Regions from separate parts of the Rattus norvegicus genome. Here region 2 is linked to region 1. The links are chromatin contacts, called in public Hi-C maps. All regions are on one chromosome and are shown on one strand. Each heading gives the region's core, a stretch centred on a gene start, on an enhancer-like site or on the middle of the called end of the contact. The rest is flanking DNA. Distances are from core to core; before and after follow the strand shown. Region 1 overlaps Dock5 (dedicator of cytokinesis 5). Region 2 holds the start of Dock5 (dedicator of cytokinesis 5).

Evidence for each region. A called contact is a pair of places that touch in the nucleus more often than the background predicts.
Region 2: a contact with region 1 is called in a Hi-C map of the Rat2 cell line, with 5 times the contacts expected there. The contact joins the promoter of Dock5 here to the enhancer-like site in region 1. A contact is called at or near these places in 4 of 12 Hi-C or Micro-C datasets (the Rat2 cell line, hepatocytes, kidney and 1 more).

The regions. Positions count from the first base shown.
Region 1 is chr15:46,248,769-46,253,796 of GRCr8, reverse strand. The region is part of intron 5 of Dock5 (dedicator of cytokinesis 5); the gene reads left to right. Among named protein-coding and RNA genes, the nearest start is that of Dock5, 83 kb to the left of the region's middle. Within about 2 kb of position 3,141, at least 8 of the 93 cell types and tissues checked have an H3K27ac peak or open chromatin away from gene starts, as enhancers often do.
Region 2 is chr15:46,330,075-46,335,453 of GRCr8, reverse strand. It overlaps Dock5 (dedicator of cytokinesis 5), which reads left to right and starts at 1,412. Exons shown (of 52, transcript NM_001372012.1): 1 at 1,412-1,633. The coding sequence starts at 1,591.

The DNA of each region.
Region 1 (5,028 bases), core at 1,892-4,391:
TTATGCTGTGGGGAGGAAACAAGCTACAGGAACGAAACATTGGCCTGTTAGTTAGGAGCGAAACACTGGCCTGTTAGTTGGGAAAGGCCTGTTAGTCCTCTGCATGCCCTGCCCTGACTAGCTCCGAGATCTAAAGTCATTCAGAGTCTGCAAAGTTCTGAAGGACTTTAACACCTTATAAAAGTGACACAGAATGCCATCCCCTTTCTGAGTATGTATTTTCCTATCCTAGCTTCACAAAGCTATGAGAGCATGGAAAGGAACTGTGGTTACGGAATTACCCTGCATGCAGATAAGCAGTCAAGGCCTCCACTGGTGGAGACCTGTGATGGTTGATATTGCCCCTGTTGGAAGCAGTAGCCACAGTGGATATCCTCCCACTGGACACCCTTGACTCAGAGCTGCTCTGTCACCCAGCTGTGGCTGCCAGGAATACAGGAGCTGTATTCTGTGTGCCACACTTATCCAAGGCCGCTCGCTGCCTTTCTCTCCTGTAATTGTCTTGGGCAGAGTGGCCTTGAGCACTTAGTGAGCAAGGTACTGTAGATAGCAAGCCTTCTTGGTTGATGTTCAAGTCCAGGAGGCACAGACATTTCCAGTGTGTAGAGTACACATTCACAGCAGTAACCTGGTAAGCTTAGCCTGAAGAACTGCCCCTCAGTCAGAGCCGGTCACTGGGTGTTTCCAGGTCTTGATCAGGGAGGTCCCCTGGTGATGAGCCAAGGCAATAGATACTGGAGCTGGACAGACCAAGCAGTTCTTCGAGGGCTCCCTTCCTCACTGAATATATATTTTTACCCTCAGAAAAGTCTACAAGCCCAATAATAGCCACTGGACACAGCCAGCCCTTTAATAGAGACAAGCATAAATTCGGAAGACTGGTAGCAGATCTTTCAGTTTAAGAAAAGTCCTTGACCTCCCAGGTTCTCATCTCCTCTCCTAAAATTACCATTAGATATCATGTGAGCCTTGAACATTCACTGTGAGAGTTGGTCCATGGGTCTAGAGTGCCAAGAATCTTGAGTTTAGAAAGGCATCTCCATCATACTGCGGCACTTGCCCAACAAACACTGGAATTTGTCTGTCTGTCCAGTTGTGGCCTTTGCTTCATCTTGCAACTCCGGGTTGAAGGGACAGAGATTCTATCAAGGCTCCCTTACAGCTGTGTCATATCTCAGTCCCTCCCGGTAGGTGGAGCTATGCTTTCCATCCTTCTCCCTGCTGCCTGAGATTTGTGTTCCCCAGCTGACACAGGACCAGGGAATCTCTGGCCTCTACCCTTTCAGTTGCACCTCTCCCCACTGCCATACGAGTCCCCACTGCTATGTGGTTAGGTGCATCTCTTTGAGACCCAAAGTAGCAATTAGCTATACCCAGTTAGTTTTACACGCAAGAAAAGTCTCGAGCTCCTGATCCTCCTGCCTCAGCCTCCTGAATGCTTAGATAGGTATGTTCTACCATACCTGACTGGTTAACACATTTTTTTAAAAAAAGGTTTACTTTTTCTTTCTTTCTTTATTTATTTATATGAGTACACTGTAGCTGTCTTCAGACACACCAGAAGAGGGCACCGGATCCCATTACAGATGGTTGTGAGCCACCATGTGGTTGCTGGAATTTGAACTCAGGACCTCTGGGAGAGCAGTCAGTGCTCTTAACCGCTGAGCCATCTCTCCAGCCCTACTTTTTATTTTTAAAGGTGTGTGCTCATGTATATGGGTGGGCATGTGAATATGGAAGCCTGTGAAGGCCAGGGGCTTTGATCTGCCCAAGCTGGAATCACAAGGGGTAGCTGGGGGACTCTTGACACGGGGACTGGGAACTGAATTCGGATCTTCTGTAAGAGCCAGGTCTGTCTAGCCTTTACCTTTTGAACAGTCGTACATCCCAAGTCATGGGGATGATATTTTTCTCAATTGAAAGTCACCCAGCCAGACTGTATTGTGGCAACAGAATGGCAAGTGTTTTCGAATATAGGACTTGTTTGGGAAGGCTGAGAAATTAGATTATCATAAGCAAACCATCTATCATCTTTCTCAGTGAGGTGCAGCCCAGAGCCTCTCCCCTCTTCCCACTGGAAGTTCAGTGAAGTTTTTGTGAGGCAGCTGACTCTTTCTATAAGCTTTGGAGCTGGAGTATATTCCTCCTTCCTGAAGAAAGGGGAGAGTCTGGTGACAAGAGTGATTAATATGCACCGTTGAATCAGGGAGTTTAAATATTAATATGTTTTCCTAAGAAAAACTGGTCTTCATTTGAAAGTTGCTCCAAAATAAACCATTGTACCTGCTTTAGGGGTAGGGAAGGTGTAGGGCACACTGAGTAACTTATTGTTCCTGTCCCCACACCCATGGTTGGCTGTTCATCCAGGTAGATGTAAGCTGTCTCTGTACAGTCAGTCGTTGATGGGCTGCGGCAGGGCACTCTGAGGTACATTTAGTTGGCCTCCCTTTGGTATGCTGCCAAAACAAATTTCTCTTCGGGCAGGACGTGTGATCCCTGAATTACAAACTCTGCTCCCATATGGCTTTGTCAAGAAGCAGGATATGACATGGACATGATGGAATGTTTTCCTTAAAAGTCAAAACTTTGCCAGGCAGGCAAAGCTTTTCCGGGGTGGTGAGAGGAAGTGAGGATGAGCAGGAACCATGGCTGGATCACCAGTTGACGCTCATTCTGGACCCAGGAGTTTGGAAAAGACTTCTGAGATTATTGCCAAGCTCCCTCCTCAGGGAATGTTTGTATCATTCCTGCTGAGTGGGCAGAACAAGGCAAAGAAGTGAGACAGCCAGGCACAGCCAATCAGGAAGTTGTTTTGTAGAATTAAGTGAGTCGAACAACACTGTCGTAGGCTGGAAGATGACTTCGGGCGGGGATCTTTGCCCAAAGTCACAAAGCAGATTAATGATAGAATTAGAAACAGAAGCCAGCATTCTCATATGTTCTCTTTACCCTTCTAAAGCGTAAAACCCCATGGAAGAGGAGGGAGAGGAGGTGAGCATAATCTGTGTCTTTGGTTTGTTTTTTGTTTTTTTTTTTCCCTCCCTGGCACCCAATCAATCAATGTCATGATCTGAAGAGCCTCCAAATTTCTGAAACCCTCCTTGGGTGACTTATACATTCCTGTCACTACGGGAGGCATAGCTGCCTTTTGTTATGACTTCGTTTTGTTAGAATCTCCAGAAATTCTAACAAGGAAGGAAAAGGGATAAACATCTGGACTGCAAATACACCACATGAGATACAGGGATATCTATACTGCCTGGTAGAAAACAGTCTCTGGGGTGTGCCTGTTCTTCACTCAAATTCAAACCAGGCTGTTGTGTGCAAAGATGAAGCCACCAGATTTGTTCCCAGGTTCCTACTCAACCTCAAGATTGTGCTGACTTTTTCTTTCTTTCTTTCTTTTTTTTTTTTTTTTTTTTTTTTTTTTTTTTTTTTTTTGGAGCTGGGGACCGAACCCAGGGCCTTGTGCTTGCTAGGCAATTGCTCTATCAATGAGCTAAATCCCCAGTCCCCGTGCTGACTTTTTCAGTGAAGGTCAAAGAAGTTATTTAATGCTGTGACAGTAGCTGATGATGCAGAAAAGGTTAACCTGGTGAAGGAAGACTAGAGATAGGAGAGGATCTGCAAAGGGCAGACTCAGGCTACGTAGGCTGTAGGAACCAGAGGCCAGGAAGGAGGGCCTGTTAGTCCATTTTCTGCTCCTAGCACAAAACACTTGAGCACAGCTCCGGTATAAAGAGAAAAGGTTTTGCTCCCAGTGTTGGAAGCTGAACTTTCAGGATCAGACATCTGTATCTGTTCATCCCTGTTCAAGGAAGGTTGCTTCACGATAGAATTGCGTGCAAGGAGGGTCCCTCACAGGGTGAGGTGGGAGTGATTTGGAGTCCAGGTCCACAGTCTTTCCTGACAGCTCTATCAAGAACAAGCATACTGTCCTCTGCCTTAGCCAGTGAGCTAGCTGCCTTCTGCAGTGGTCAGCAATTAGTCAAAGAGCTGAGAGAAGCTGTCATTGAGAGCTCACCCTAGGGGTTGGAGTGATGGCTCAGTGGTTAAGAGCACCGACTGCTCTTCCAGAGGTCCTGAGTTCAATTCCCAGCAACCACATGGTGGCTCACAACCATCTGAAATGGGATCTGATGCCCTCTTCTGGTGTGTCTGAAGACAATGACAGTGTACTCATATACATAAAATAAATAATTCTTTAGAGAGAGAGAGAGAGAGAGCTCACCCTAAGTGAGACATCTATATTATAGTATAGATTTATATCTATCTATAAGTCTATACTATTCTATATTCTTATCTATACTGTATCACAAACACATACACACACACACACACACACACACACACACACACACACACACACACACACACTGCCATTGCCACCAAGGCTCAGGAAACATCACCTTGTTAAAGGGGGCAGAGATAATCTAAGAAGGATGGAGAGGAGTGTGTGAAATGCTGTCTTCTGGATGTGCTATGGCCGTTGCCCTCGTGAACTCAGCAGCTGTGGCTACTTGCCCCAAACCTATTCAGGACCAAGCCAACAGCATTGCTCAGCAAGCTGTGTTACCTGGACGAGGTGGGTTTACAAATCAGCAAAAATCATGAAGGTGGGAAGGAGACTGGGGAAAGGATTTGCTTGAGGTGTACTGTATACGTGTATGAAATTACCAAAGAATACTTTTTTTTTTTTTGTTTTAAGAACTAGCTTAGTCCAGGAGGCCGACTTTAATCCCCTCCACTGAGCAGCACCCACTGTGGTTTAATTACCTCCTACTGGGCCACTCATAAAGTCAGCCATTGGCATATCATGGCTCTGCAGACCACGCCTCCAACACAGGTCCCCTTGGGGAAAACAAGCTATATTCAAACCACCAAAGAAGGCAACAGGACAGACACGAAGAATGTAACAGACTCATTCTACTGGAGAGTGCTGGAGCTTCCTCTGGCCTTACATGCTTACCCCACAAAATGCATGAGGTGTCTGAGGAGTGGGGAGGGGCTTCTAGGATGTAGACAGCC
Region 2 (5,379 bases), core at 163-2,662, 83 kb before region 1:
TAGATTCCTATTGGAACTTTTTCTTTCTTTTTTAGAGTGTTTCCTTAGCCATTTTTAATTTCTTCCTTTGAGAACTGTTTAGTACATAGCTCAGTTTGTAGTTTGGTTGGTTGTTTTCCTACTGCTTAAATTCTTTGGTGATTTTATATTTTTTAAGCACTCAGTATTTCGTACACAATGAACATGTAACTTTAAATTACAAAGGGAATAAATGACACATTATGTAATCATGCTTAACTTTAAATTCGCCCTTATCAAGAATAAAAATTGACATTTAAAAAAGTTGTGACCGAACCACTTTAAGACGGCCGAGGCACATAATGGGTACCTATTATGTTTCTTTCAACCAGGGCTCCAAGTTCATAACTTACTTTCTCAGGAGGAAAACCAGGATTAAAAAAAAATATTCAGACATGGTTTGCAAAAAGTCACCAGAGTTCACTCATCTCTAATCAAGCGTTACTGTCTTTTACTGTGTTTTAATTACACGTTCTGTTCTTGTCAGGTTCCAAACTGGCAAGAAAGCCTTCACATTCACAGATCCCAAAAACAACACAATTTCCCGCATGAGGTATTTTTTTTTTCAGATGGCGAAGCTAACTGGTTAGTTAGTTTGATATTTTACTTCTAAGTGTGAGGTGTCCCTTTACTAAGTAGCTTCTACTTCATTCTGAAGGCCTCTCCAAGGGGGAAGCGCGTCTACCCGCAGGCAGAGGGCGCCAAGCGCACCCCTGAGCAGTTCAACACACAGCTGCCTTTTGGAGTCCTCAGTCCCAGGCTGGAAAAGGACCCGGAAAGGGGATTGTCAGGGGTGGTAGATGTTCTGGCGTCCTCCACACAAGGAAGCCTTCTGGGCAGGGAGTCATTTGGAAAGGGGAACCTCTTAGAGCAGACTTCTTCCCCTAGTGTGAAAGTTTGAGTTGCTCCAACTGGGAGAAATAAGTCCCTGTGTTTGGGGTTTCCAGAGTTGAGCTTTGTCAAGTGTCCTAACAGAGGGTCCCCTAGATTGGATACTTCCGAAGCGCCCCGGTCCCCTTCAACAGTTCCCTGCGGACCTTGAAGCTCGGCTTCCGGCTCTCAGGGCTGCTGCAGACGCTCCCGGAGGCGAAGGCGGGAGCACACGGCTCATTCATTCAACAAATATTTATTGAGGTCCGGAGGCGACCAGTAACTCTCACCAGCTCCTCCTCCGCGCTCCGCAGCGCAGCCCGGGAGCGCTGGGGATTCGCAGAGCGGACGCTGGGAAGACAAGGCGGGCGGCTCCCGGCTGCGGCTCCAGCCGGGCGAGGCGGAGCCGGCGGGGGAGGCGGGCGGCCCCGGGGCGCAGAGGGCGCGGCCAGCGGGAGGAGCCGAGGCGGCGCCGGGGAGGGCGCGCAGGGCTGCACGACCGCCGGCCCCAGCAGGTGACCGCGGGCGAGCGGGCGTGCGTGCGGGGCACCGGGCGCAAGCGAGGCGGGACGGCGTGGACGCGGCCGGCGCGCCAAAGTCGCCCAAGTTTTGCCCGAACATGGCGGAGGAGTCCGACCGGCGCTGGGGCGCTCCGAGCACGAGTGGCTGTAGCCGCTAGCGCCGCGGGGCGAAGTCGTCGCCATGGCCCGTTGGATCCCTACCAAGAGGCAGAAGTACGGGGTTGGTGAGTGCTTGCCCCGCCCCACCCTCGTCTGAGCGCCACTGAGTCCACTTTGGCCCCGCGGAGCTGGCGCACACTCGGCTACTCGGTCCCGGTGCTGCAACCCCGAGATTTCAACCCGCTCTGATGTAAAAGTGCTTTTAGGCTTGGGGACTCAGATCCTTCCCCGTCCGAACCCCAACTCTAGTGGCGCGCACTGTGGGAGCGCGCGGGGTCCCCACTGCCGTAGGTGGTCAGCGAGGGCCGCACGTGGGATGGTGTGCTTTGCGAGCGTCCTTTCCCAGATCCCACTCGGAAGCCCCTAAGTCCCTCTCCTTCCCTCCCTCCCTCCCTAAGACTGCAGTCCCAGTCCCGACAGCAGTCAGAGACAAAATGGGAAGCCGAAGCTGCCAGTGGAGGTGATGGAAGAGGCAGGAAGTGTGTGGCGTGGGAAGGAGGGCAAGAGGGTCCGGGGGCTGTGTGTGAGAACAGCCATCTGACCTACTAGCATAGAGGGAGAGGTGTGACACAGCTTCCCTAAGGGGCAGGAAAGGGGTAGGTCCGGCGCTAGCGCGTGGCGTTTGTGTTCACAGTACGCTAGCGCTCCAGCGTCATTTCTGAACTCTGGCCTCTGGGTTTGGATCTGAAACCGTGGCGTTGAGAGATTGGACCCAGGTGGGAAAACTTTCCACTTTCACTTTTCATTGAGCCAGGTCAGGGAGGAAGCACTCACCTTTAGCAGGACGATTGCCATGACAATTGGACTTTAAATGGAGCCTCTGGGATAAACAAATGTGTTGTGTGAGAATTCTATCACTTTCTCCCAGGTCCACCCAGTTGGCACGATTGAAATGTAATCCCTTAATTCGTTCTGTCAGTGCACCTCTTTTCCTTCACATCCCAGACCTGCAAGAACACTGCCTAAAGTTATTAGTCTGCTGTGACATCTAAACTCATTTCAGACACATAATCCTATGTGCCTATGTAACCGGGACTCAGAACTCAGGCTTTAGTATATTATTAATTCCGTCCTTAGTATATTATAATTTGATGCAGATTGAAAGCCTGCAAATATATATCTATGTGTATATTCCCAAAACATTTTTTTTAATTTGGCTTTACTTTTAGAATTTTTGCTCCTCCGCATGGCTGCAGGCCATATGGATAGGTGAGGTTTCTTCAGTCCCAGATCACCAGGTCTTGACTTATCCTTGATAAGTACTTGGCTAGATACCTGCTAGTAAGTAGCTGGTCATTGTGTAAGTGAAATATGTGACAATCAGAGAGCATGCCCTGGCTTCCATCTTCTGCACCACAAGAGGACATTAATTTATTTAAGCAGTATAGAGTACTAGTTAATGAATAAGACATGCTTTCTAACTTTAACCTGGGTTACAAGTTGTTCCCAGCAAGTATGTTTCCGATGGTGTGCTGTATATAGTCATAGGCACAGGAGTAAGAATGTTTCCTGCATTTTCCCATATTTTGTAGTCAGGTTTTTGGTTATTTATCAGAGGGCATTGAAAGCGATTGAATAGTGTTTCCAGGGGACAGAGCTTAGCAAAGTTGTTCCAGGGTGTAATCTGGGACATTTACTTCGCTAAACACAGCAGATGCAGGTAGGTGTGGATGTTGAAGCACAGACTATGCACTCAAGTCAGGCATGAGTTTTCGTGTGTGTGTGTGTGTGTGTGTGGAGGGGGGTGTCTCTGCTCTTGTGTTCGGAAACCTTCCCGGGCTGCAGGAGACCCTGAGTTGTCAGAGCACCCACACTGAAGTCCCTATCCTCCTTTTGTGACACTGTAGAGAGTCCACTCACCTCTGTGGTTCAATATTCCATGGAGAGTCACTTCTGTGACTTCACTCTCTTGTGCTTGTGCCCCATCTGCAGGACTGTCCCCCCACCAGCCAAACGCTGCACCCCACACTCCAGCCTTTTTCCTTGTGGTTCACTTCTGCCTTCCGCTCCCTTCCTTCACTCTGCAGCTCTTCACTGCAATCTCTTGTGCCATCCCTTACTTTCTGCCTTATCCCATCTCCCCTACCAGGGACTGCTAGCCTCTTCGGCAGAACAGCTGGGACTGCTTGCTAGCAGCCAGGAGATCAGCTTTATTGACTGTTAATGTAGGAAGGCTTAGGGAGGGTCATTGGTGTCTCTTCTGGGATCCTGACCCTTCCCTCTGACCCCTTCTGACTAGTTGGTTTTTTGAGTGAGACATGGAACTCACTTTGTAGACCGGGCTGGCCTCGAACTCCTGTGTTTGAACCTGGCCCCACTGAGTACTGAGATTAAAGTCACGATTCCCAGCATGGCTAATTGTATTACTGCTTCCCTAATTGCACATACAGAGAGGGTGCAAGGGTATTGGAAGGGGGAGACCTTCATCCACGCTGGGGTGAGACTTTCTGGTGCTGAACTTGCTTTGGGGTCACCTACTCTTCTCATACTCTCTAAGGAAGCCCAGTGAACTCATCGGTTCCCCCACGTGTAACTTTTGATGGAACCGTACTTTGGTTTGTCATTAGTGCCCTGTAAGGAGGAGATGGATGTTTGTTTATGTCTCCCATGGGGAAGGATTCTGGCAAACAAAGGTTGTGTTTTTTTTTTTTTTTTATTTCTGCCAGGTAAGCAGTAGTCCTCCTTACTGTTTCGTTCTCTGAAGTTACAGTTATTAGTAGTCAACCGAGGTCCCAATATGATATGGGATAGGAGAGGGAGGGAGGGGAGAAAGGAGGAGAGAGAGAGAGAGAGAGAGAGAGAGAGAGAGAGAGAGAGAGAGAGCGAGAGCGAGAACACATTCATACAACTTATGTTTTGCTACATTATTCTACTCTATTTTATTACTAGCTGTTGTTCCAGGTCTGACAGTGCCCAATCTATCAATTAAACCTCTCATCAGCATTCATGCCGAGCATGTACTTGGGCTTGTCTGCTATGGGTAGGAGGTCTCCTCTGTAAGTGTGTTTAGTCGTGTGCACCCTTGATGCTGGGGTTCCCTTGTAAAGCAGCTAACATAACTGTTCTAGAGATTCCTTCCAGTTAAACTTGACACCCCAACATGGGTCCTATTGGAAGAAGTTAAGAGTCTGCACTGTTTTGCTGAGGAAGTGAGGCAGGATTCCTTAGACCAATTGTCTGGATACCGCTGGATGTATTAATGGTGGCTGTACTGCCCTGGGACTTGTCACTTCTGAGGGCTGATGATGAAGGAAGCCATGGGGTAACCATTTGGAGGCTTTTGGTGATTCAGGGCTTATTCCCACAGCTACTTGAAGCAAAAGAAACAGGTTTTCTCTAAGGCTGGATGAGGATGGGGCTGTGATCTGCACTTGAATTGTGCTTGGGGAAGGTAACAGTCCCCTCTGTCTCCTTCTATGTTTGGTTCCCTCTTGGTTGTTTTTTCAACATGTCTAGGAGTTCCTAATTCTCAACTACAGTACTAACTAGTTCAGCTTCTGGGATTAAGTGAACTCAAGCGGTCATTGTGTATATCAGTGTTATCCAGAAAGGTGATTGGTGGACTTAATTCTTTAGAGTAAGTACTCGAATACTCAACATTAGTACTCCAGAATGAGGTGCTTAGAGCCGAGTGCTAAGTACTTAGGGATAAGTATTGTATTCTCTGAAGTCAGGCAATGTTAGGTTTCCCTTCGCTTTTCTTTTTCTGTTTTCCTTACTACCAGTACTGGTGACTGAATGCAGGGCCCTGTGAGTTTTAGGCAAGTGTTCCGCCATTGATCTGTACCCCCAGCCTCTTTAATTTTCATTA